Linked DNA regions of Mus musculus: regions 1 and 2 are each linked to region 3. A link is a contact called in public HiChIP or PLAC-seq and promoter capture Hi-C data. All regions are on one chromosome and are shown on one strand. Each heading gives the region's core, a stretch centred on a gene start, on an enhancer-like site or on the middle of the called end of the contact. The rest is flanking DNA. Distances are from core to core; before and after follow the strand shown. Region 1 overlaps Ncf2 (neutrophil cytosolic factor 2). Region 2 holds the start of Ncf2 (neutrophil cytosolic factor 2). Region 3 holds the start of Dhx9 (DEAH (Asp-Glu-Ala-His) box polypeptide 9).

The links. Promoter capture Hi-C pulls out the DNA fragments that hold promoters and counts their contacts. HiChIP or PLAC-seq counts read pairs in DNA pulled down with a chosen protein or histone mark.
Region 1: a contact with region 3 is called in a promoter capture Hi-C map of embryonic stem cells, with 2.9 times the contacts expected there. The contact joins the enhancer-like site here to the promoter of Dhx9 in region 3. A contact is called at or near these places in 1 of 39 promoter capture datasets (embryonic stem cells), 10 of 484 Hi-C or Micro-C datasets (bone marrow-derived DN2 thymocytes, bone marrow-derived macrophages, centroblasts and 4 more), 13 of 115 datasets of contacts at active chromatin or transcription factors (the SCID.adh cell line, astrocytes, bone marrow-derived macrophages and 7 more) and 4 of 9 other capture datasets (adipose tissue, embryonic stem cells, liver and 1 more).
Region 2: a contact with region 3 is called in an H3K27ac HiChIP or PLAC-seq map of the NIH/3T3 cell line, with 4 times the contacts expected there. The contact joins the promoter of Ncf2 here to the promoter of Dhx9 in region 3. A contact is called at or near these places in 1 of 15 datasets of contacts at CTCF or cohesin (large pre-B cells), 2 of 484 Hi-C or Micro-C datasets (both in embryonic stem cells), 10 of 115 datasets of contacts at active chromatin or transcription factors (the NIH/3T3 cell line, embryonic stem cells, epiblast stem cells and 3 more) and 3 of 9 other capture datasets (embryonic stem cells, liver and pancreatic islet).

The regions. Positions count from the first base shown.
Region 1 is chr1:152,830,427-152,834,855 of GRCm38.p6, forward strand. Ncf2 (neutrophil cytosolic factor 2) reads left to right here. Exons shown (of 16, transcript NM_010877.5): 9 at 1-67; 10 at 267-335; 11 at 1,188-1,263; 12 at 2,897-2,919; 13 at 3,351-3,502; 14 at 3,643-3,754. Among named protein-coding and RNA genes, the nearest start is that of Ncf2, 32 kb to the left of the region's middle. Within about 2 kb of position 2,040, at least 60 of the 459 cell types and tissues checked have an H3K27ac peak or open chromatin away from gene starts, as enhancers often do. A contact at or near this core is called in bone marrow-derived macrophages, embryonic stem cells and microglia, where this site is marked.
Region 2 is chr1:152,798,264-152,802,560 of GRCm38.p6, forward strand. Ncf2 (neutrophil cytosolic factor 2) reads left to right here and starts at 1,890. Exons shown (of 16, transcript NM_010877.5): 1 at 1,890-2,250.
Region 3 is chr1:153,485,905-153,490,774 of GRCm38.p6, forward strand. Dhx9 (DEAH (Asp-Glu-Ala-His) box polypeptide 9) reads right to left here and starts at 1,756. Exons shown (of 28, transcript NM_007842.2): 1 at 1,629-1,756.

The DNA.
Region 1 (4,429 bases), core at 790-3,289, 660 kb before region 3:
TGGGAACATCGTCTTTGTCTTGAAGAAGGGCAGTGATAACTGGGCCACAGTCATGTTCAATGGACAGGTATGGGGGTGGGGTGGGGTGGGGTGGGTGGTTCGGGGAGATGCTAAGGGCACAGAGACAGTATCTGCTGCATCATTTGCAGAACTCCCAAAGGTCATCATCTGTGTGCTGTTTCTACCCATGGCTGCAGGCTGTTCTATGCTCTGGGTACTAATGAGTCTTTGTTTTCCCTTCTGGATTCTGGAATGTGACACTGCAGAAGGGGCTTGTCCCCTGCAACTACCTGGAGCCAGTTGAGCTTCGGATTCACCCTCAGTCGCAGCCCCAGGTACTGTCGTGCTGAGGCCTAGCCTGTTGCTCTCACCCTTCACACAACTCTCTAGAGTTGAAAGGGATGGCCTCCCTGTCATAGAAGGAAGACTCAACAGATCTGGGCCACTCAAGCTGGTATCAGATGCCCAGAGCTGAGCCTGTGTCGAGTGGAGGCAACAGTTATTCTACTGGACTGGCCTACCTCTGTTAGTCCTCCTGGTCAGGGAGACATAGGCAGCAAAGCCTAACGGTTTAGGGCTAGGTATTCCCAAGCCCGCCTCTTCACCAGGGAGAAGAGTCAGCTTGTTTGGTTGGTACAGTGCCACTGAAAAGGAAAGTAAGAGTTGGGGATGTAGCTCCAATGGGAGAGCACTCGCATAGCATGAAGCCCTGGGCTCAATCCTCAGTGCGGAACAAATCAGACGGGAAGCCATATGCTCCTAACACATGGGATGTGGAGGCAGGAGGATCAGAAGTCTGTCATCTTTAGCTACGTGGCACTCTGATGACAGACAGCCTATAGTCTCTCTTCACACTCAAGAACAGCGTGTGCTGAGTCACAGAACTGAGGTGCTTTGAAGTTGAAAATGTCCTGCCAATGGGAAATGGAATTTTCCCTTTCTCAGTACACTCCGCAGCTGAGACAGAAGCGTGCCATGTCACCTGACGCTGATGGGTTTTCAGCATGGTCGAAAAGATGGCAAAGGGTTTTGTATGTGGGCGTTAGGGTTCTTATTGCTCCTGAGAGTTAGCCTCCTTTCCTGTGTCATAGCGTTCCACTTTAGGAAGCCATTTGCATCTAGCTTCTTTCCAAGGAAACCCTCTTGTGCTTTTGTCTGACCTTTTTGTTTCCTCTTGTCACCTCCAGGAAGATACCTCTCCAGAATCCGATATTCCACCACCTCCTAATTCTAGCCCCCCAGGAAGACTCCAGTTGTCACCAGGTTGGTGGCCCCGAGGAAGGAGCTCTCTCTCTCAGATGCTTCATGAAAACAGACAGCTGTTTTCAGAGTCATTTAGGAAATTCTCGTTTCTTTTGCATACCATGCACCTTGCTTTACCTAGCATGCTCCTTGTTTTACCCAGCATGCACCTTGCTTTATGACTACATTTTTCCAGAGCCCTGTCTTGCTTGCACCATCCATCATCCCCCTGAAACATGATGGCAGTGCCCTGCCCTCACCTGCTTAGAAATGAGTGCAGGTAATGGGGCCCGCCAGTGGCCATCATCAGAGCAGTCACCAGGTGATCCTTTGCTAACTACCTAAAGCCGGTGGGAGGAAAAAGGCTGCAGCAAGCGCATTTTCACACCTCAGCTCTTGTCAAACCACTGAGTTGCACATGTCTGCAGAGCAGAGCCCCCAGGGCTTGAACAAAGGACCACTGGATGGTGTGGATGGAAGATCTTCCCAGAAGGACTTCTCATAATCTGGGGTGGGAAAATGATGACTCTTTGTTCCTGGTGAGCTTCAGCAGATGCTCCAGTAGATGACAGAGTCATCCTGCGCACGACCACCTGATGACCAAAGACTGCTTTGGTGGCCCTCCCCTGCATACTTATTTGGAAAGCTGCGAACCTACAGAGAAGTTGGAGGTGGGGTACACTGAGTGCCACAACACTTTTCACTTAAACACAGCAGCTCTGGGCCAGCCAGGTGGCTCCACAGTCAAAGACGCTTGCTGCACAGTCCTTGTGGCCTGAGTGCACTCACAGGGCCTCCATAAAACAGGAACTGGAGAATCAACACCACAAAGGAGCATGGCTTGCCTCCGTGCATGTCAGGGCGTGTGCCCTTGCATCACAAACATTTTAAATGGAAACAACCCGTCAGCTACTTACATTTTACTTCATGTATTTGGACTCTTCTCTACCCCTCCTCCCCTGAGAGCCACTTAAATATAAGTTAGAGATCCATGATCGAGCCTACCAGGATAGAAGTCCCCTGGGAACAAGCATGGCTTCTGCCTACAGAGTGCACTTCTCATCCAGAACATCTGCCCTTGATAGGTATCACCTACTCCACATGTAAATGCCTCGGTGGCCCCATCCAGTGTCCCTCATAGTTTTTTTTCTTACCTTTTCTGTCTGGAGGACACACACTGAAAAGGTTGGAGTACCAGGCTCCTAGGCCTTTGATTGATTTTAGCAAAAGTTCCCAAGGGATTCGAATAATCAGCAGCACAGAGGTTCTTCCATCCTCAGTAGTAAAGGGTCTCAGACTTCACTTATACACACTTTGCTGTGCTAACATAGTGTGCATTTCAGACCATAAACACACACAAAACAGGGCCATGAAATGGTAATCATCTTCCTGGTGCTTCTGCCTGGGGCCTGGGGTTATCACACGTCCATCTTCCCTCTGTCTGTCTTGGATCCTCCAGGGTTAGCTGGCCTTTGAGCCAGTCCCCATAGTTACCTACCTGCAGCGCCCTGGAAGCAGACACCAGCTCTGCTCACACATTTGCGCTCTCTATGCTCCTCTAGATCCACCCTGGATGTTAAAGGGTAGGGAGATGGGCACTGTGGGTGGCAGGTGCCACTATGAGTGTTCACTTACCATCTCCTTTTCCATTTAGGTCACAAGCAAAAAGAGCCCAAGGTAAGTTTTTCCTTGTTTCCAAGTGGAGATGGGTGAGCATGGCTTGTCTAGCATGAGATATCTCTTAGAATATGGACTATCAATGAAAGGGTTGAATCAGTTGCTACCTGACTCTCCATCTACACGTCATCCTAGCCCCTAGCTGAGCACATAGCTCAGTAGAAACTTCTGTCTCAGTGTGCTGGATTGGAGCCCTCTGAAAGACCTCTCAGGGAATGCAGAAATGGGCTGTTTATTAATATACAGTTGTCTACTGATTTTTTAACTTATTAGATTTATTATTAACTGGTAAAAACCAGCTGTTTATTAAACACCCCCCTTTCCCTGAGGCACTCCTGGTGCCCATACACAAAGTGGTGGAAGGCTGTGGTGGTCCAGGATGCTGTCAACAACCTCAGCCGCTAAGGTGGTCTTCCTTCCTCCTGCCTCAGGAACTGAAGCTCAGCGTGCCTATGCCTTACATGCTCAAGGTGCATTACAAATACACAGTGGTCATGGAGACGCGGCTTGGCCTCCCCTACAGCCAGCTTCGGAACATGGTGTCTAAGAAGCTGGCGCTCTCGCCAGAACACACTAAACTGAGGTAAACCCCATGAAGTCGGGAGCTGGGGATGCAGCAGGGGTGGATGATGGGGTGGGTCTTGTCTGATGCAGAGGACTGGCTATGGGATGTTTTTTGTGTTGATACTTTCTGCCTTGGTCCTTACTCATCATCCCTACCAGCTACCGGCGTCGGGACAGCCACGAGCTTCTGCTCCTGTCCGAAGAAAGCATGAAGGATGCCTGGGGCCAAGTGAAAAACTACTGCCTGACTCTGTGGTGTGAGCATACGGTGGTGAGTGGAGGGAGCCGGGACCTAAGGCCATTTTTAACATCTCCTGTATGCCACACATTGGCTTAGTGATGGGGACATTGTGGCTTACAGGCTCATCCAGTTATAGCAGGCATCAGATAGCAGTTATAGAGGACTTTGGATGAGTGGGACCCAGAAGTGCACAGCAAGCCTACGGCTGCCTTCACTAGACTGACTGGGTCAAGGACAGGCCTGAAGCTACAACAAGAAACAGGACTTCCTGGCAACCCTGAGCTCCTCAAAAGCCTGTCTCAAAATATTTTTAAGTCATTCTGAAGCTTTAGAGAGTATCAGAACTACCTAGAGCTAGCTCTTAGGAAAGCTGTCTTAGTAGGTATGAGATAGATCTTCAGCGTTTGTGCTATGGAAAAGGGGTGAATTCAATGCTGAGCTTAGTTAAGGACAGGAGAATGATCAGTAGGAATAGCCATTTGCTGTCTGGCCTGATGACTTGAGCCCGGAACCCACATAGTAGAAGAGAAGTGACTTGTGCAAGTTGTCCTCTGATCTGCCGCTCCCCCCACCCCCATATGATAAAAACTAGTTGAATTTATACCACAGACTGCCATTTATTTGTGGCTCAATATCATTTCCCAATCTGAAAAGAACAATGCCTATTCTACCCTGGGTCTGTGTAAGGTTTATTATGTAAGGCAA
Region 2 (4,297 bases), core at 640-3,139, 690 kb before region 3:
ACTTCCTGAAATGACGGAGGCTATTGTTTATGGAAGAAGCAAGTCACGTGTTTTCACTTCCCCAAACAGGTTCAGTTGAGCCAACTACACGAATGTGCTAGATGACATGTGGGCAGGAGGTACGGAGACAGGAAATGGGTCAGGATGGTTGCTCACCCCTGATTGGATCTGATCAAAACACAATGGCCTTATGGCGTTCAGGAATAGCCTGGTCAGAGTCTATCATCCTGGCCAGTATTTAAAACGTTTGCTTTAAATTTGACTCAAAATTGTGGTAGTGGTCCTATTTTTTCCCTCGGGAGGATAAACATTTGAGGCCAGCCTGATCTACAGAATGAGTTCCAGGATACCCAGGGCTACACAGAAAAACCCTGTCCTGAGGAGGAAAAAGAAAGAAATGGTTACTTATTTGCTGGGTGGCACATGCCATTAATCTCAGAAGTCAGGAGGCAGATCTCTCAGTTAGATGTGTTGTTCCAGGAACCACGAACTCCAAAAGATCACCAAGCAGCCCTTTGCGATGTAATAGCATTAGGGTCTCTTTATTACAAGCGCAGGCTTGGGCTCTCCTCCATCCCAATCCTGACACAGCAAGGACAGAAAGGGAAGGTGGAGCGGCCTCGAACCCTCAGCAGGACAAGTTTTTATAGAAAAATAGGAGCAAGGGAGGGGGTGAGGGAGAGGGTGTCCAGTCTGGCAAGCATCTAATAGAATGGCTATAAGCTGAGAGGTGGGTGCTCTGAAATAAGGCCGTATACAAATAGCCTGAAGGTACATCTGAAACAGTCAGACTAATCTTTGATTAACTATTGATAGGAAGTAGCCAGGAAGTGTCCTCTGGCCAAGGACAAGCCGTGTGGTCCTTCCTGGTACGTGGGTACAGTCCCAAGATGGGGTAGGTTTGGTCTCTCAGATGGCCAGTCTGGCCTACTGATCAAGTTCCAAGACAGACAGGCCTACAAAGAGAAACCCTGTATTGAAAATCCAAAACAAAAGGCAAGCTTGATGGCACACTAAATTGTAAGGGCTTAGACTTTGGCTGGAACTCAGAAGAGCCCTGGGAAAAACTGAGCTCGGGTGCTTCTCAGTCTCCTCTCTGCCACCTCCCCTGACCCCTGCTCTGGAGGGCAGAGCATGGCAGAACCTACCGCTCCCTCTCCTGACCCTAAATTCTGATTCTCCCCCCCACCCCCCAAGACAGGGTTTCTGGCTGTCCTAGAACACTCCGTAGACCAGGCTGGTCTCGAACTCAGAAATCCACCTGCCTCTGCCTCCCAAGTGCTGGGATTAAAGGCATGCACAACTACTGCCAGGCTTAAATTCTGATTCTTGAGAGCTAGAACTTCACAGGCCTTGCTGTGTGTCCATTGTATTCCAACCGGCTGGGAGTGTTTCGGTCCAAATGTGGGCCGTGCTTTTGCTGTGGTTCAGACAACAGATCCCAGAAAAGAGGAGGGAGCATGGATGCTTCACTTACTGTCATACGTTGGCAGACACATGCAGAATGACCACATGCTTTCAGCTGCTACAACAGAGGAATCAACAGAGAATCTTAGAGATTTCCATCTTACTAAATGTGGAAATGGTTGGGTTTCGAACTTGGGACAAATGGCTTAGGTGGCTATAGCATATCAAAGCAGAGCTGGCCACCAGCTTCTCTCTGTAATCCTCCACCCTCTACGTGTCACAGAGCCTCCTATCAGGCATACCCTGCCTCCTATCCTGAACTCTTGGGCCTTGAGGTCTGCTCTTCCCTACATAATCCAATCATTTCTGTAACCTGCTGTCTTTGTGCCTTTGGGCCTCCTGGCTGCTGTGCCTGGCTCCTCCCACTCCCTTCTTCCTCCCCTTCCCTCTCCCCACATAGCACAGCTCAGCCTGTTCCTGTCTATTCAGCACTCTCCCGGAGGTCCCTGACTCTGGCTGTGCTCTCTCTCCCACACAGCTATAATAAACTCTCTCCTCCACCATATCTGGGAACAGTCATGTTCCTTTTCCTTTCTTATTTCTTTTCTTTCTTTTTCTTTTTTTTTTTTCCCATTCAGAGTGTGTTTCTAACTCGTCACACTCTTCCTTTTCCTGTGATGACAAGGTCGGTGTGAAGCTTTGTGTTTCGAGCTTGACAGGATCTAGATGAGCCTCAGGTCACACCTCTGAGGGATCGTCTGCCTTAGGTTAACTGAGGTAGAGCATCTGCTATGAAAAGTGACCAGGACTTGGGTCCTCCCTGCATAAAGAGAAGAAGGCTACGTGAGTATGAGTTGGTCCCCTGCATCCTGACAGTGGGTGCCTTGTGACCAGCTGCTTCAGGGTCTGACACCATGATTTATCCACCATCATGGACTGTACCCTGGAGACTAGTGAGCCCAAATCAACCCTGCCTTCATTACGATGTTTCTGTCGGAGTGTTTTACCACAGCAAGAAAATTGACTACTTCACAGCTTCTCCTCCTGTGATATCAGAAACCACTTGGTCTCCAGTAGTCTTTAGCCTTAGATGTCCTCGGTGCGAGAGTCCTTGCCTGAGGAAGCAAGCCGAAGAAACTGCATATGCGATCCCAGCGCAATCATGAAAGAAACCACATAACGTTATCTGAAAGAGCCCCCCAGCACTGCGATGGGATAGCGTGTGGGGGTTCAGCATTCTGAAAGAATGCAGAACTGAAAAGGATGACTGTAGCCCCAAAGAGAGCTAAGATGTGTGGGGCGTGACACCATTTTATTAAAATGTCTTAGATCTGCCATATTTACTCAGAATGTTAGGTGCTAGGTTCTGTGGGAAACAAGGAAAGCAGAAGGGCGCTCCCTGCCTCTAGCACTTACAGCAGAGCCCCTGTGTTCAGGTGCTGGGATAGAGAATGAAGAGAAATGCAGAGGAAGGGAAATCAATCTCTGTGGCCTTCTCGGGGTCAGGGAGGGTTTCATGTCGGGTGTGAGACAAAACTGATTCTCTGAGGACAGGCAGGTGGGCTCTGGTTGCACAGGCCTGGAATTCTAGCTACTTAGGTTGTGGCGAATTCAAGCCAGACCTAGGCTGCAAAGCAAGTTCAAGGACAGTCTTGGAAACCTAGTGAGATCCTGTCTCAAAATCATTTTTTAAAAGCCGGGGAAGGGGCTGGAGTTGGAGGTCAACGGTAAAGTACTTGCACAACATGTGAGAGGCTCTGGGTTTGATCTTCAGTACCGGTGGGGTGGGGTGGGGTAGGCTGGGAGGATGGATAACAGTAAAGTCTTCAGAAAAACGTATGATGAGAATCCACATTTAGGGTCTCAATTGTTTATTTGGTTAATTACCCATTCAGCCAATCATGAGAGTTTTACTAAGTATCCCTAGGAAGATGCTGGCATTGTTTGAAGTATACAGAGCTGAAAATGACCCCAGTCTCTTGCATGCTTAATATGAGGGTTCTTTGAAAGAATAAGTATACCTTACACATTCATTGTGACTAGGGTAGTCTGCCAACCAAATAAAACAGCAGTCATGATTTTAAAGGCTACCTGTGGCTATCTAAAGTCACGTAGAATCTAGATCATTTTTCTCTTGCTCCATTTTCCTTCCTTCTCCTCTGTCTCTGTCTCCAAAAACCCCAGCTTCGCCTCCCTTTTCCCTGTCCAATTACAGGCTTCTTGTTGTATTAACATTCAAATTGATTGGACCTGGAAAATTCTGCTACACAAAACTGCTGGGGTCCCACCCCCACATTCAGGTACTGAGATGGAGCACGGAGAGGCAGAGCAGAGGTTGATGATCTCTGGCCTTTAACCCTCTCTTGTTCTTCTGGGCCAACAGCTGATGGCTTCTGGAAATTAACTCTCTCTTGGTATTGGGGGCGGGAGTTGGGTGGGGAGGGAGGGTGCTGGTGGCAAAAGCTGACAATTAACTCCTGCTAATAGCAGCAGAGGATTAAGAAAAGAAACTTAGTTATTTGGGCTCTTTATTCTTTGACTCAGGCCTCTTGCTGTCCAGGTGAGAGGCCCAGAGATCCTTAACCAAATGAAAAGAGAGAGAGAGGGAGAGAGAGAGAGAGAGAGAGAGAGAGAGAGAGAGAGAGAGAGAGAGAGAAAGTCAGGCACACACAGAGAAGCAGAAAATGGCTATACCACCCCTTTATTGTTGTTCTTAGTTTTTAGTTTTTATACCTTCTCAGGATAATTGATCACATGGTGGTTTTTGTTTTGTTTTGTTTTGTTTTGTTTTTTGGTTTTGGTTTTTCGAGACAGGGTTTCTCTGTATAGCCCTGGCTGTCCTGGAGCTCACTTTGTAGACCAGGCTGGCCTCGAACTCAGAAATCCGCCT
Region 3 (4,870 bases), core at 506-3,005:
CCTAAGTATATTCTTAGTTGCAACCCAACTTCACAATTGGAAATTCTAATCCGATCCCCAAAGATCTTTCACAGCTATTTCTTGAATCCTTAAAGTGGTGCTGATATCCTTAGTAGATTAGGAACTATTTAATCCTTAAACTGCCTATTGTACTGTTTGGTTTTACTTTTATTACTTTGAACTGAGGAAATTTAAGAAAACTGGAGAATAAAGAGTATAAATGGCCCCCTAGAAATACTCAGCGGTTAAGAGCACTGACTGCTCTTCCAGAGGTCCTGAGTTCAAATCCCAACAACCACATAGTGGCTCACAACCATCTGTAATGAGATGATGCCCTCTTCTGGTGTTTCCAAAGACAGCTACAGTGTAGTTATTTACATAAAATAGCAAGCTGGGCGTGGTAGCATACACCTTTAATCCCAGCACTTGGTAGGCAGTGGCAGGCGGATTTGAGTTCGAGGCCAGCCTGGTCTACAGAGTGAGTTCCAGGATAGCTGGAGCTATACAGAGGAAACCCTATCTCGAAAAACCAAAAAAACAAACAAAAACCCCACAACTTCTTTTACAGACCTAGAACTTATCCTCTTGTCGAGAGCCTAGATGGATGCCAAATTTTCCATCATGTCACATCTGCCCTGCTGTTTTGGCTCCAGAAATGCCTCCACTATTACTCGTTTGTTTTTCTACAGCTCCTCTCTCACTTGCCACCACTACCTGATACGTATACACGTATACTCGTATACACACACATATCGGAATAAATCAAATTTTGTTTTATGAGACAAGATTTCTATGTGTAGTAGCCCCGGACTCAAGAGATCGAACAATACCTTCCACCACCAAACCCCAGTGCTGGAATGAAAGGCTAGAGTCATGGCTCCCAATTTTGTGTTTTCATTCTTGCCACCCGGAAACAAATTCTTTCATCTCTTTTCGCACCCTCAGGTCACGTGGCCGGCCCTCCCTTCCTCCAGGAAGGTCTGGCCTTAGGCGTAACTGATCTCTCATTGCCCTTTGGAGCGGATACACTGTGCACCTCAAAGCCAGACTCAGGCTCGTGCACCCCTCAGACTGAGGCGCCCTCCCTTTCGACCGTTATCTACAGCGGGGCTATCCCGTTGCGCGGTGTAATTCCGCCATCACTTACTAAATCATGCATTCATTTTCCTACCACCTGCTCCTCATCCCGCCCCACCCAGCCATGCCCCGTCACCAGTGCGGAGCGGGAGGACCTGCAGCGAAGCCCCGGACCCCAAAGCGGGCACCCCCACGGGGCCCGGGTGTCCCGGATTAGAACCGCGGACGACCCCCCACCACCACGCGCCGGGTGGCGTCGAGCCGCTACCCCTACACGCAACTGATTACAGACACCCGCCGCCCGTCAGGCCGAGTGAGGAAGAGGCCTCCGAGAGCGGCCAGTCTGTGCAAGGAACCCCAGGGCCTAGGGCCACGGGAGCTCCGCTGCGCGAGGCGCCCACGGCCCGTAAATCCGGGTACCCGCCGCGCTGCCCCTCCCCCACACGCTCGCCCGCCCGCGCCTCACAACAAAGCCACGGCTGAGCCGCGGAGGCCGGCGTCGGCCCGCAGCAATGAGCCCGCGTCCGGGGCCGCAACGCCCCCTTTCTTACCCTCCTCCGCTTTTCCGTGCCCGAGAGCACAGCCTTCTTAGGCGAGTTCGCAGCGCCAACCTTCCACGAGAACGGCGAAAGAACACACCTCACCCGCATGGAAGCAGCGGCGAAATGGCTCCGACTGCAGGACCCAGGGGGCGGAGTCGGCGACTCGCGCCTGCGCGGTAGGCCAACTCCGGAGCCAGCACGCCCCGAGGGGGCGGGGCTTGAACCACTTCCGGGCGCCAAACCTGAGGTCGCGCGAGATCTGCTGGCCTAGGCCCATAATTTCCTGTCAGTCGCTAACCAGCTTGGTTTCTGGAAGTTATGTCTCCTTGCCTTTGTCTTTGTAGAGCAAGCTAGCCCACCACTTAACGCAGTCCACTTGCCTCCACCTCTGAAGGCAAAATTTAGAGACATGCCACCATGGATCTCCTTTTTGATAGTTTATCTTACGTAAGGGCAGTGTTACAGGATTAATCCTTTCAGAGTTTATCAGAATAGCCACTTTAAAATATGCCAAAGCAATGTATTTATGGGTGCTGTATGTTAAAATACAAGGACTGAAGTATTTCTGCTTCATCAAAATGCTGCAGGCAGCCGGGCAGTAGTGGCGCATGCCTTTAATCCCAGCACTTGGGAGGCAGAGGCAGGCAGATTTCTGAGTTCGAGGCCAGCCTGGTCTACAAAGTGAGTTCCAGGACAGCCAAGCCTACACAGAGAAACCCTGTCTCGAAAAACCAAAAGAAAAAGAAAAAAGAAAAGAAATAAAATGCTGCAGGCAGTGTGTAGCATGGTGGCACTTGCCTCCAGTCACAGCACCCAGGAAACAGAGACTGACAGACCTCCGTAAGTTCAAAACAGTCTGGTCTATGTTTAAGGAAGGCCAGGGCAACATAATGAGATCCTGTCTAAACAGCAAAGGAACAAAAACCTTAGAAGTTAAAAGCACTTGTTGCTCTTGTGGAAGGCTTGGATTCAGTTCTCAATCACACAGTGGCTCACACACAACCATAACCTCCATTCCAGGGGACCCAGCAGGTACAACCATGGTGCACTGACCTACAGGCCATAAGACATAAAGTAAAATGAATCTAAGACAAGAAAGAGAGCCCTGGCTTATTGGTTTATTGCCAGGGGTGGTGGTATATGCCATTAATCCCATTGTAGTAAAACCCATTACCCCACCAAAAAGAAAACCCTAGCTCAAGACACAACTTCTCCACTTACCTTTTGGCTGGGGAGAGGGACGAGGGACTCTTTTTTTTTTTTTTTTTTTTTTTCCAAGACAGGGTTTCTTTGTGTAGCCCTGGCTATCCTGGATTTGTAAACCAGGCTGTCCTGGGACTCACAGAGATCTGTCTGCCTCTGCCCCACCCCTCACCCCTCAGGCTGGGATTAAAGGCATGCTCCCAATTATCTCAAAATCCTGTGTTTTGTTTAGCTTCAAGTGAGAAGACTCTTGAGTTTAATACTTGTTTTGAGGGGTGTTGTATTTTTGAAGTACTGAAGAGTAACTCAAGGTTACCCTACTACTAAGCTACACTCAAGCCCAGCATCCCCAACCTAGTTGTCTGTTTGTTGTTGTTTTGTGAAAACTAGCATGCCTCAAGCCCCGATTTGATCTCCACCCATGCGAACAGAATTATGGAAACTTCCAAAGGAGAACGGTGTTTAAAACTCCTCAGGCCAGAGGGTGAGTGCAGCCCTCTGCTGGTCGGCTTGCCTAGTGTGCAGAGACAAGGGAGTCAGCGCAGAACACACAGACTGACAGAAATTTCACTTCTGCTACTTTCACCAACCCTTTCTCTATTTTAAGGACCTGCCTCCTTCACACGGTGTTCTAAATTCTACAGGGCCCCTGTGGGGTGGCTTCTTCCTCTCTGCTCATGTGACTTTGTCTGAAAATAAAAATGCAGATCTTGACCCCGGGTGATCCAGCTTCCAAACTTTCCAAAGCCCGCAGAGAAAAAAAGACTTGGCCCATTGAGAGGATCTTCTTTTTTTATTTTTATTTTTTAAAGATTTATTTTATTATTATATCTAAGTACACACTGTTACACTGTTGCTGTCTTCAGATGCACCAGAAGGAAGCCTCAGATCTCATTACAGATGGTTGTGAGCCACCATGTGGTTGCTGGTATTTGAACACATGACTTATGGAAGAGTAGTCAGTGTTCTTAACCACTGAGCCATCTCTCCAGCCCGAGAGGATTTTCTACCCATTGTCTCACTGTGACCTTCCCGCCCTTGAACTTACCCCAAGAAAAAGATTTGAGACAAAAAAAAAAAAAAAAAAAAAATCCCCAGAGACAGCAGGATATCTATTTCCTCCCCCTAATTTCTGTCTCTTGGGATATTTGGTAGAAAGGAGAGCAGTATGAACCTTGATTCCAGGAAGAGAACTGAAGAAAAAAAAAGAGCTGGGCTCAGTGGAGAGAGTGCTGCTTGGAGTCCCTGACATCCTGAGTTCCAGCTCTAATATCATAAGAAACTGAACATGGCACCTAAGGTTTGTAATCTCTGCAGTCAGGATCCAGAACCAAGGGGATCAGGATTCAAGGTCAGCGTCTTCAATAAGCAGGTTTGAGGCCATCCTTGTGACACGGTGCCAGACCTTTGAAGCACAACTGACTCCAAGATGTAAGCACTGTTCATTGTACCATCCAGGCTGTAAACTCAGTGTGGAGACAGCACCGCCTGCCAAAACTAAAAGTCTCCATCCATCAAAGTCCACAGTTATGGAAAACTTACTAACTGTGCTAATTTCTCCCGTGGTTCTGCTTCTGTGGACCTGCTCTTTTAAGTGAAGGATATCAACCCAGGACTTGATTTTTTTTTTCTTGGTGTTTTTGAGACAGGGTTTCTCTGTGTAGTCCTGGCTGTCCTGGAACTCACTTTGTAGACCAGGCTGGCCTCGAACTCAGAAATCTGCCTGCCTCTGCCTCCGGAGTGCTGGGATTAAAGGCGTGGGCCACCACGCCCCGCTAGGACTTGATTTTTATGTTTCAAAGCTCACCTGAGAAAGGCAAAGGGCTACACTGGAATCCCAAACACCAGAGTAGTCACCACCCAGCTAATAAAGACTTTCTATTGGCTTAAACCCACGTCAGAGCAGTCTTCTCTGTTGAGCCCCTCAACAGTCCTGAGACACTAAGACCCTTCCACAAAGCAAAGCAAAACAAAACAAACCCAGAAAATTAAAAAAGGTGAGGTTTAGCCGGGTGTGGTGGCGCACACCTTTGATCCCAGCACTTCGG